Regions from separate parts of the Mus musculus genome. Here all the other regions are linked to region 1. Evidence: chromatin contacts called from public promoter capture Hi-C data. All regions are on one chromosome and are shown on one strand. Each heading gives the region's core, a stretch centred on a gene start, on an enhancer-like site or on the middle of the called end of the contact. The rest is flanking DNA. Distances are from core to core; before and after follow the strand shown. Region 1 holds the start of Zscan10 (zinc finger and SCAN domain containing 10). Region 2 holds the start of 9330136K24Rik (RIKEN cDNA 9330136K24 gene). Region 3 holds the start of Zfp948 (zinc finger protein 948).

Region 1 (2,546 bases), core at 18-2,517:
CAGGAAACAGCATTGCATTTCGCTGTCTGAAGAAGCATATGAAATATGATATGGAGGCGCTCCAGGCTCAGAGCGTGGCTGCTTTTCCGGAGCTCATGAGACTTCAAGTCCCAGAACTCACATGGCAACTCCCAACTGTTGGTGGGACCCAGTTCCCTCTTATAGTGCGCAGATGCACATTCATACAAACCCTCTGTATATAAAATAAATAAACCTTAAAAAAATAAAAACAATTAGAGAGTGAAGTCACTCTGGCCACTCTGCAGCAGATGCTCGTGAGTTCCAAGCGTTTAGCAGCCCAGTCAGTTGCCTGCTGCTCACTTCATCCCGCCCGGACTCACTTGCTAGATCAACCTATTAATCCTACAGGTTCAGAGAGTCCAAGGTGATTTACTCACAGCTTCACCCGGTGCTGCAATACTGCTTGCTAAAGTGGAAATGGGGTTCCGAACCCACTATTTGCGTCCTACCCCATGAAATTTTGCCAGTATTAGCTTGGAGTATGACAGCATAGATAAGAAAGAGAGAATTCTAGATTCTGGTCAAAGGCCCGCCTAACCACACAGCAGCTGGAATTTCTAGGTGAGGACTTGCCAGAGGTTTCCAAGAGATGGAATTCAGGCAAGTAGGCCTTAGAAAGCCTGTCCCTCCCCCAGGTCTCCAGGACAAAAGGCCTATTAATATGCACCTCTGTAGGGGGTTGGCTGGGTGTGGGGCGAGAAAGCTCTTTAGTGAAATCTGGCCGGTCTAAATTTGTATGTAGGTACTGCTATAAAATCCACCTACACACTAGGGAGCTAGAGTGGTCCTCTGCAAGAAATAACCCCCTTTCTCTGCTAGCAGTCTAACTTGCTCAACTCTGTTAACTTGTTTTTTTTTTTTTTTTTTTTTTTTTTTTTAAGGCAGAGATCCCCTTCTGGTGCTAGGAACGCATGGCATCGTCACTTCTGGGACCCTCCCTCATGTCTCCAAGGCCACAAATGCATCATGCTGTGTGGCCTTGGAGTCTCCAGCACGAGTTACCCGCTCATTATAACCAAGACTTTTCTAGCTCTCAGCCTACCAGTAGGTCCCCCGAAACACCCTTCACTCTCCACAGTGCTGTAAGCCTACACCCCAGCCCTCCAACTCACCACTCCAGGTACCGACGCCTGAGGCCGAGATGTTTGGGGATCCTTGGGAGAATTCAGGGTAAGAGGCAGCGTAGCCTAGTTTGGGAAAGGAATCCCGGGAAATGGAACAGGAAGTTCCCTGCCTGACCCATCCCTTTCAGGTAAGGGGATAAAGGGGCTTCCAGGAATTAACCCTTCACCTCCCAGTCTGGGTGGGGTAAGGAAGAGGGAGGAGCCAGAAACAAACCAAGGGAAAAGTGATGACTCCAGATTCTAACTTTGCCAAGCTTCTGTAAGAGTTAAGTTACTCTAAGCCAGAGCTTCTCCATCTACGCGGAGACAGACTGATGCCCTTTTGGGGCCAAGAGCTTCTGTTTTACGTGCTTGCTGTGTGTAGGCCTCTTTGCTTGGCTTTTCATTCATACAACAAATATTTATCTACATGTTTATTAAACAGCAGGCTCTAAGGACATGGAGCTAAACTGAGGAATGAGGCCCTGCCCCAGGTGGATTTGGGGTGTGGGGGTTGCATTCCAAGGAACAGATGAGACTGCAGTTGTAAGAAAATAAAATAGGTCAATTAGAGTGGAAAACACCTTTAATTCCAGCACTCAGGAGGCAGAGGCAGGTGGATCTCTTATTAGTTCAAGACCAGCCTGGTCTACATATTGAGTTACAGGTTATAGTTACGTGGTGAGACCTTGTCTCAAAGTAGAAAAGGAGGGGGACAGAAGGCAGGTGTGATGGTTTACACCTGCAGTGCTATCTTTTCCAGGTTCAGCTAAGGCTGGAAGAGTGCCCTGAATTCCAGATGGGCTTGGTGTAACAGAGTGAACTTGTCTCAAAAACTCAAAACCAAAGGGATACATCTCAGTTGGTAGAATGCTTTCCTGCCAAGCAGGAAGCACACATCATAAAATTGGGCATGATCGTGCACACTTGTAATCTCTGCATCTGGGAAATGGAGGCAGGCCTCTTTCAGCTAATATGAAGTCTGAAGTCACTGGGCTACATGAAATCCCGCCTCAAAACAAACAAACAAAAACCTGGGCCACTGACTTCCACAAGTAGTCCTCTGACTTCCACATGTGCCCCCACCCAACCTATAAATAAGTAAATAAATAAATGTAGTGAGAAAAAAATTAAAACATACACCGACAAGAAGATGTGATAAAGATGAGTGTTCCTCAGTCCATATAGCTTTTAAAAGTCTCCCCCACCAGAATCCTGCTAGTGGCTTTGTCCTACTAACAGCGCCCTCCGCCTCGCCCCGCCTCTCAGGAGAAGTTACCTCCACAAACCCTTTGGAGCCCACTTTAAAGTCAAACTCTCCCCTTTGCATTGATGGGCTTTCTTAGTTACATGCTCCCAAATACAGAGGAGGATTCCTTCCGGGAATCAGTGGTGCTATCTGGAGTGTCCACCCCGTTCTAG
Region 2 (2,546 bases), core at 25-2,524, 2.1 Mb after region 1:
TTTTTTGAAGGCACAACCTAAGACTCATAAGTCAGGTAGTAGACTTCAGGGGCTGAGCAACTACACAAATATCTTTTCCTGTAAGCTTATAAAAGGAGGAAAAAAACCCAAAGAACAGAAAGCACAATGAGATCACATTCAGGTGCAGGAAGGGCTCTGCTCTGACTCAAGCCATTTTAGACTAACAGTTCATGTTGACCTTTAATTTGATAGGTCCTACGTAAGGCTTTGTGGAAATTCTTAAGATTAACAAACCTCAAACAGAACATAACAGGATACGTGATCAGCATGACCTTGCTCTGAGTCAAGTTATTTTTCTGTGTCAGTGACTGGCAGGCATGTTACAGCAACAATCTGAAATAGCTGGCATGCATGGAACAAAATGGCTACAGCTATTCTGAGATGGGGCAGACCTCAACAAGAAGACACATTTTTTTTTCTTTTTCTTAGCTGGCTTTCCTTCCTTGATTGTTTGCTTTCTTCCTTTCTTCTTTCCTTCCTTCATTATTTATTCTCTCCTCCTCTTTTTTTTTTTTTTTTTTGTAATTATTTTTATTGTTTTGTTTTTTGAGACAGTGTCTCACCATATAGCTCTGGCTGTCCTGGAACTCACTATATAGCCTTTGCTCCTGAGTGCTGAGATAAAACGTGAGTGTCACCAAGCCTGGCGCCACTCTTTTCACAATTTGCATCACAGATTGCATACGTTCCCGATGGAAAATTAATAGTAGATAGACAGTTTACTTTTAAAACTTAATTTTTACATCCATACCAGTAAAACTCACAACAAACAGTACAATCAAATTCATTTAAGTTTGCAGGAGTTCCTTTCGTGACTAAAAGCTCATGGGGAATCCACCACATGCCACTTTCTTAAATAGAGAAGTGGTAGAATACGGAAGTTAGTATGGATGATTGTAAATTTCAATAGCTTTGTCCTTTCCGTCATAGCAAAGAGAGCTGCGTTTTCAAATATTAACTGATAAATTCAAATATTCTACTAGATCAGCCAGAAGGTCAATAAAAAGAAATAGTATTATTCCAGTTAATATTACTGAAAATTTATCGACGAGGGTCTGACATCCACAGCACAATTTTGAGAGTCGTTATCCTTATGATCAGAGGGGAAATTGATCCCGCTCTGCTCCCCTCCCACTCCTGCCCATTCCCCAGCCCCGCCTCAGCTCCTCGGACCTGGAAGGTTCGAGCGCCTCCCTCCCTTGTCCCCACCCCCACTCCCACTTCCTCTCCCCCATCCCCCGCTGCTGCCTCTGCCAGCTGCTAAACTGCTGACTCTCCCAGGATGCTCAAAAGGTACCTGCGGTATAGGTAAGTTTTCCGGTTCTGCGAGCCCCGCCGTTTCCTCCATACTCAGGTCTCCACCACGCGATTCCACACTGTGCAGCCGCTCTACCCCTCAACCCCAACCCCAGCTCAGTCTTGTACCGGATTCTTGACACTCCAGACTTTGACTTTTTAGTCCCACTTCCCAAGCTAACACACCTTGCTTCCTAGCTTCCCTGGCCTCAGTCTTCTAATCCCACCCACACTACACCCTTCCTCTACACCCAGCCAATGTACCACATCTTCCATCCTCTATTTCTGGGCGAGTGGGCCCGCCCAGCGGAGACCGGCCCCTCCCACTCTGTCTCAGGCTTCTTTCTGCCACAGCTCTTCCCTTCAGGTTGCTCTGCACAGTCTCCCCACACTCTTGCAGCCAGTCTAGACCAGAACTATATCTGGTAGGACCCTGCACCCCGATATCTGATCCCCATAGTGAATTCTGAATCTTTCAGATGCAAAACAGACAACCTAAGATCCCCATCTCACTATCATCCTCTCCACCACATACTGCATACCAAACAACAGGCTAAATTCGGATGCCAGAGTCCCATCCCCAAAACACAAACATGAGAAACCAAAACCAAATACTTCAATTTTGATTTGGAGAGAGACTTTTCAGGAACGTGGATTTGGGGGAGGGGGGAGGTTGTCTCAAGAACTCAGTGGTCAGTGTTGGGGTCCAGCAGTAGCCCTACATGCCACACAAACCCTGATCTCAGTCAGACAAGGACAGATAATTGGATGCATACCCTAAGACTGATCAGAATTTGGGGGCTGAGCTACAACCACAAACACTTCTCAGGACTGGTTTAAGAATGAAAAAAATCACAATGCGCTCATATGCAGGTGCAGGAAGTGCTGACCTGTGGTTTTCTCTGACCCAAGCTATTTTTGCTAGCCAGACAGAGCAGTTCTATCTGACCTTTATTCTGATTGGTCCTAAGTGGAGCATATAATTTTCAAAGTTCTTAAGATTAACCAACTTCAGAACACACAGAAGATAACAGGGTATGTGGAACACGACCCTGCTCTGAGTCAAATTATTTTTCTGTGTCAATGACTAACTGGCATATTACAGAAACAATGTGAAATAGCTGGCAGGCATGGAACAAAATGGCTACAGCTATGTTACAGGGACAGACCTCAACAGTCAGGACTGAATTCATACTTCATTGAACTTCTTTCACCACTAGATGGCGGAC
Region 3 (2,546 bases), core at 23-2,522, 2.0 Mb after region 1:
AAGACGCTTTATAGTTTTATAGTTTACAACAATACGTTTCATTCGTGTTTTCATTTTTCTTCTCCCGTTTCCAATAGACGGGATTTCTCCATAGCCCTGACTGTCCTTAAACCATGTCTGTATACCAGGATGACAAGGATCTTCTAGACCTACCTGCCTGTTTCCCAAGATAGGGATTAAAGATTTGTGCTTATAATGTCCTTTCTAACTGTGAACTGTAACAGATGTGCAGCTTAGTTGTCATGTGGGCCCTGTAACAACTGGAGCAGAGCCTGTCTCTGACTCTGTTGTCTGCCTTTGGATTCCTTTTCCAACTGGGCAGTCTTGTCTAGCCTCAATGGTAGATAAGCCTAGTCCTACTGCAACTAGACTGGCTGAGCCACTGGACTCCTCCCCTTCTCTGAGGAGAAATGGAGGAGGAAATTGGTGGAGGAGAAGCAGGAGGAATGGACTGGGAGGAGAGGAAGTGGGGGGAGGGGTGGTGTTTGCGATAGAAGTGTAAAGTAAATAAATTAATAATGAGAAATAAAAGTTTACTTATAAATGTTAATGTTCACAACCATACCTATGTAATTTGCAAAAATAAAATATTCTTTCAGATTATTTGCAACCACTCCTTTATATATAGTATCTAAAAGATATCCGGGGATGCCAAGTCACTGTAAGTCTCCTGGTAAAACAGGCCAGTTAGAGTGAATGAATGTAAATTTCAAGAGCTTTTTCCTTTTAACCTGAACAAACAGAATTGGTTTTCAAAAATCAATACATAAATTCAAATATTCTACTACAGTATTCTAATAGGAACATTTGGCATTCAGAAGTCAATTTAAAAAAAAAAAAAAAAAAAAACAGGATTAGTCCGATTTATGTGAGCTAAAAGTTCTCGACAAGGGAAGAAAGACATCTACAGCAGAATTCCCGAGCCAGGTTCCTTAGAAGCAGAAGACAAACCGATCACACCCTGTTCCCTTCCCGCCCTTTTCCAACCCCACAGCTCCTCTGACCTGGGCGGTTCCAGGGCCGCCTGGCTCCGGTTCTCGCCGCTTTGCGACTGATTGCTGATTCCTCCAGGATGCCCCGCAAGGCACCCGCGGCTGCCTGGAGTTTTAGCTTCCCACGAAGTCCTCTGTGTCCTCTGACCCCAGGTCTGAACCACGCGATTCCCCACGGGGCAGGGCCGCGAGCTCTGGACCTGACAGGTCCTTGACACTTCTGGTTCTTCGTCCCACGTTTCCAGCCTCCCACACCCAGTTTCCAGCTTCCGTTCACGTCACTGCCCTAACTCCTCCCACTGGGAATACTCCTCCCACTCGGAACACTATGTTTTCCACCCCCACCTAATGTCTAACAACCTTCCACCATGTTTCTGGGTGAATATCCCTGCCCCGCGAACACGTCCCTCCCACTTTGTCTCAGGCTTCCTGCCATACAGCTCCAGCTGTCAGGCTGCTTCGGACCCGCTATGCACAGCCTCCCAGTGGCCACTGTCTGCCTAGACCAGAACTGGGCCTAATAGGACGCTGCACCCCGGTATCTGATCCCCATCCTGGGTACTGAATCCTTTAGATGCAAAATAGCCTAAAACTAGCCTCTAGGACACATACTTCATACCAAACAATAACAGGCTAACTTGAGAAGCCAGAGTCCCATTCCCAACACACAAACATAGGAAGCCAATACCAAATTCTGAAAATTTGACTATGGTACAGACATTCAAAGAACTTGGATTTTGAAAAAAAAAAAGAAAGGTGTCTAAAGAAGTCAGTAGTCATCGTTTTGTCATCAGCATAGGGCTGAAGTCATCCCGCACTGTACTGCTTTCACCACTAGATGTCATTTTACTAACTCAGAAAGGCATTTGTCTTCTGTGAGTCATTCACGAGGCTCTTTTCTCATGACAGATTTCTGGTGGATGCAGACTCTTGGCTAGCCCAGTCGCAAAAAAAAAAAAAAAAAAAAAAAAGTAAAGTACGTGGTTCTAGTCATAAAAAAGTCTGTTACTCTATAACAACTCCAGCTCTGGGAACACTGAGGAAGAAGAGTAGGTTAGGAAATAAGGGAAAGAGGGAAAAGGGCTAAGACACACCATCCTCTAGATCCCATACAACTATTGTAATCAGTAACCAACAGCAACTGTCCTTCCCTGCACTGGCCTCACACAAGACCACAGTCAGTCTAGGAAGTGGAACAGCTCTCTATATGTTGGCTATGGATAGAGTGTAGAAGAATCACTGCCTTTAGTTGTCATCCTATACTGAGCACATCAGACTCCAGCAAGGTCTCACAAATGACTCTGGTTCATCTCAGTGATCCCAGGCAAAAATGAATGGAGATGAACACAGTAGAGTGACTGTTGGAACTGTGGACCATAGTGAAGAGGTAGGAGGTGAGAGTGGCAGTATTTGAAGTGGGCACAGAAACACACAATGCTGTCATGTGTGTGTGTCTGTGTTTGTGATATATCTAATAATAGAAAAGGGGGGGGGGTATTTATTCATCCATTCATTATAGACAGAGTTTCTCTGTGTGTACCTGTGTTTAAAAGC

Evidence for each region. Promoter capture Hi-C pulls out the DNA fragments that hold promoters and counts their contacts.
Region 2: a promoter capture Hi-C map of hippocampal neurons shows a contact between it and region 1, with 4 times the contacts expected there. The contact joins the promoter of 9330136K24Rik here to the promoter of Zscan10 in region 1. A contact is called at or near these places in 5 of 39 promoter capture datasets (the C10 cell line, cranial neural crest, embryonic stem cells and 2 more), 2 of 115 datasets of contacts at active chromatin or transcription factors (embryonic stem cells and stem cell-derived neural progenitor cells) and 1 of 9 other capture datasets (adipose tissue).
Region 3: a contact with region 1 is called in a promoter capture Hi-C map of liver, with 8 times the contacts expected there. The contact joins the promoter of Zfp948 here to the promoter of Zscan10 in region 1. A contact is called at or near these places in 4 of 39 promoter capture datasets (hippocampal neurons, liver, pre-B cells and 1 more) and 1 of 9 other capture datasets (liver).

What each region holds. Positions count from the first base shown.
Region 1 is chr17:23,599,547-23,602,092 of GRCm38.p6, reverse strand. Zscan10 (zinc finger and SCAN domain containing 10) reads right to left here and starts at 1,267. Exons shown (of 7, transcript NM_001289481.1): 1 at 1,134-1,267. It also overlaps a transcript of Zfp13 not described here.
Region 2 is chr17:21,534,606-21,537,151 of GRCm38.p6, reverse strand. 9330136K24Rik (RIKEN cDNA 9330136K24 gene) reads left to right here and starts at 1,274. Exons shown (of 3, transcript NR_131123.1): 1 at 1,274-1,329. It overlaps Zfp52 (zinc finger protein 52), which reads right to left and starts at 1,613. Exons shown (of 5, transcript NM_144515.2): 1 at 1,319-1,613.
Region 3 is chr17:21,565,704-21,568,249 of GRCm38.p6, reverse strand. It overlaps Zfp948 (zinc finger protein 948), which reads right to left and starts at 1,272. Exons shown (of 6, transcript NM_001002008.2): 1 at 1,005-1,272.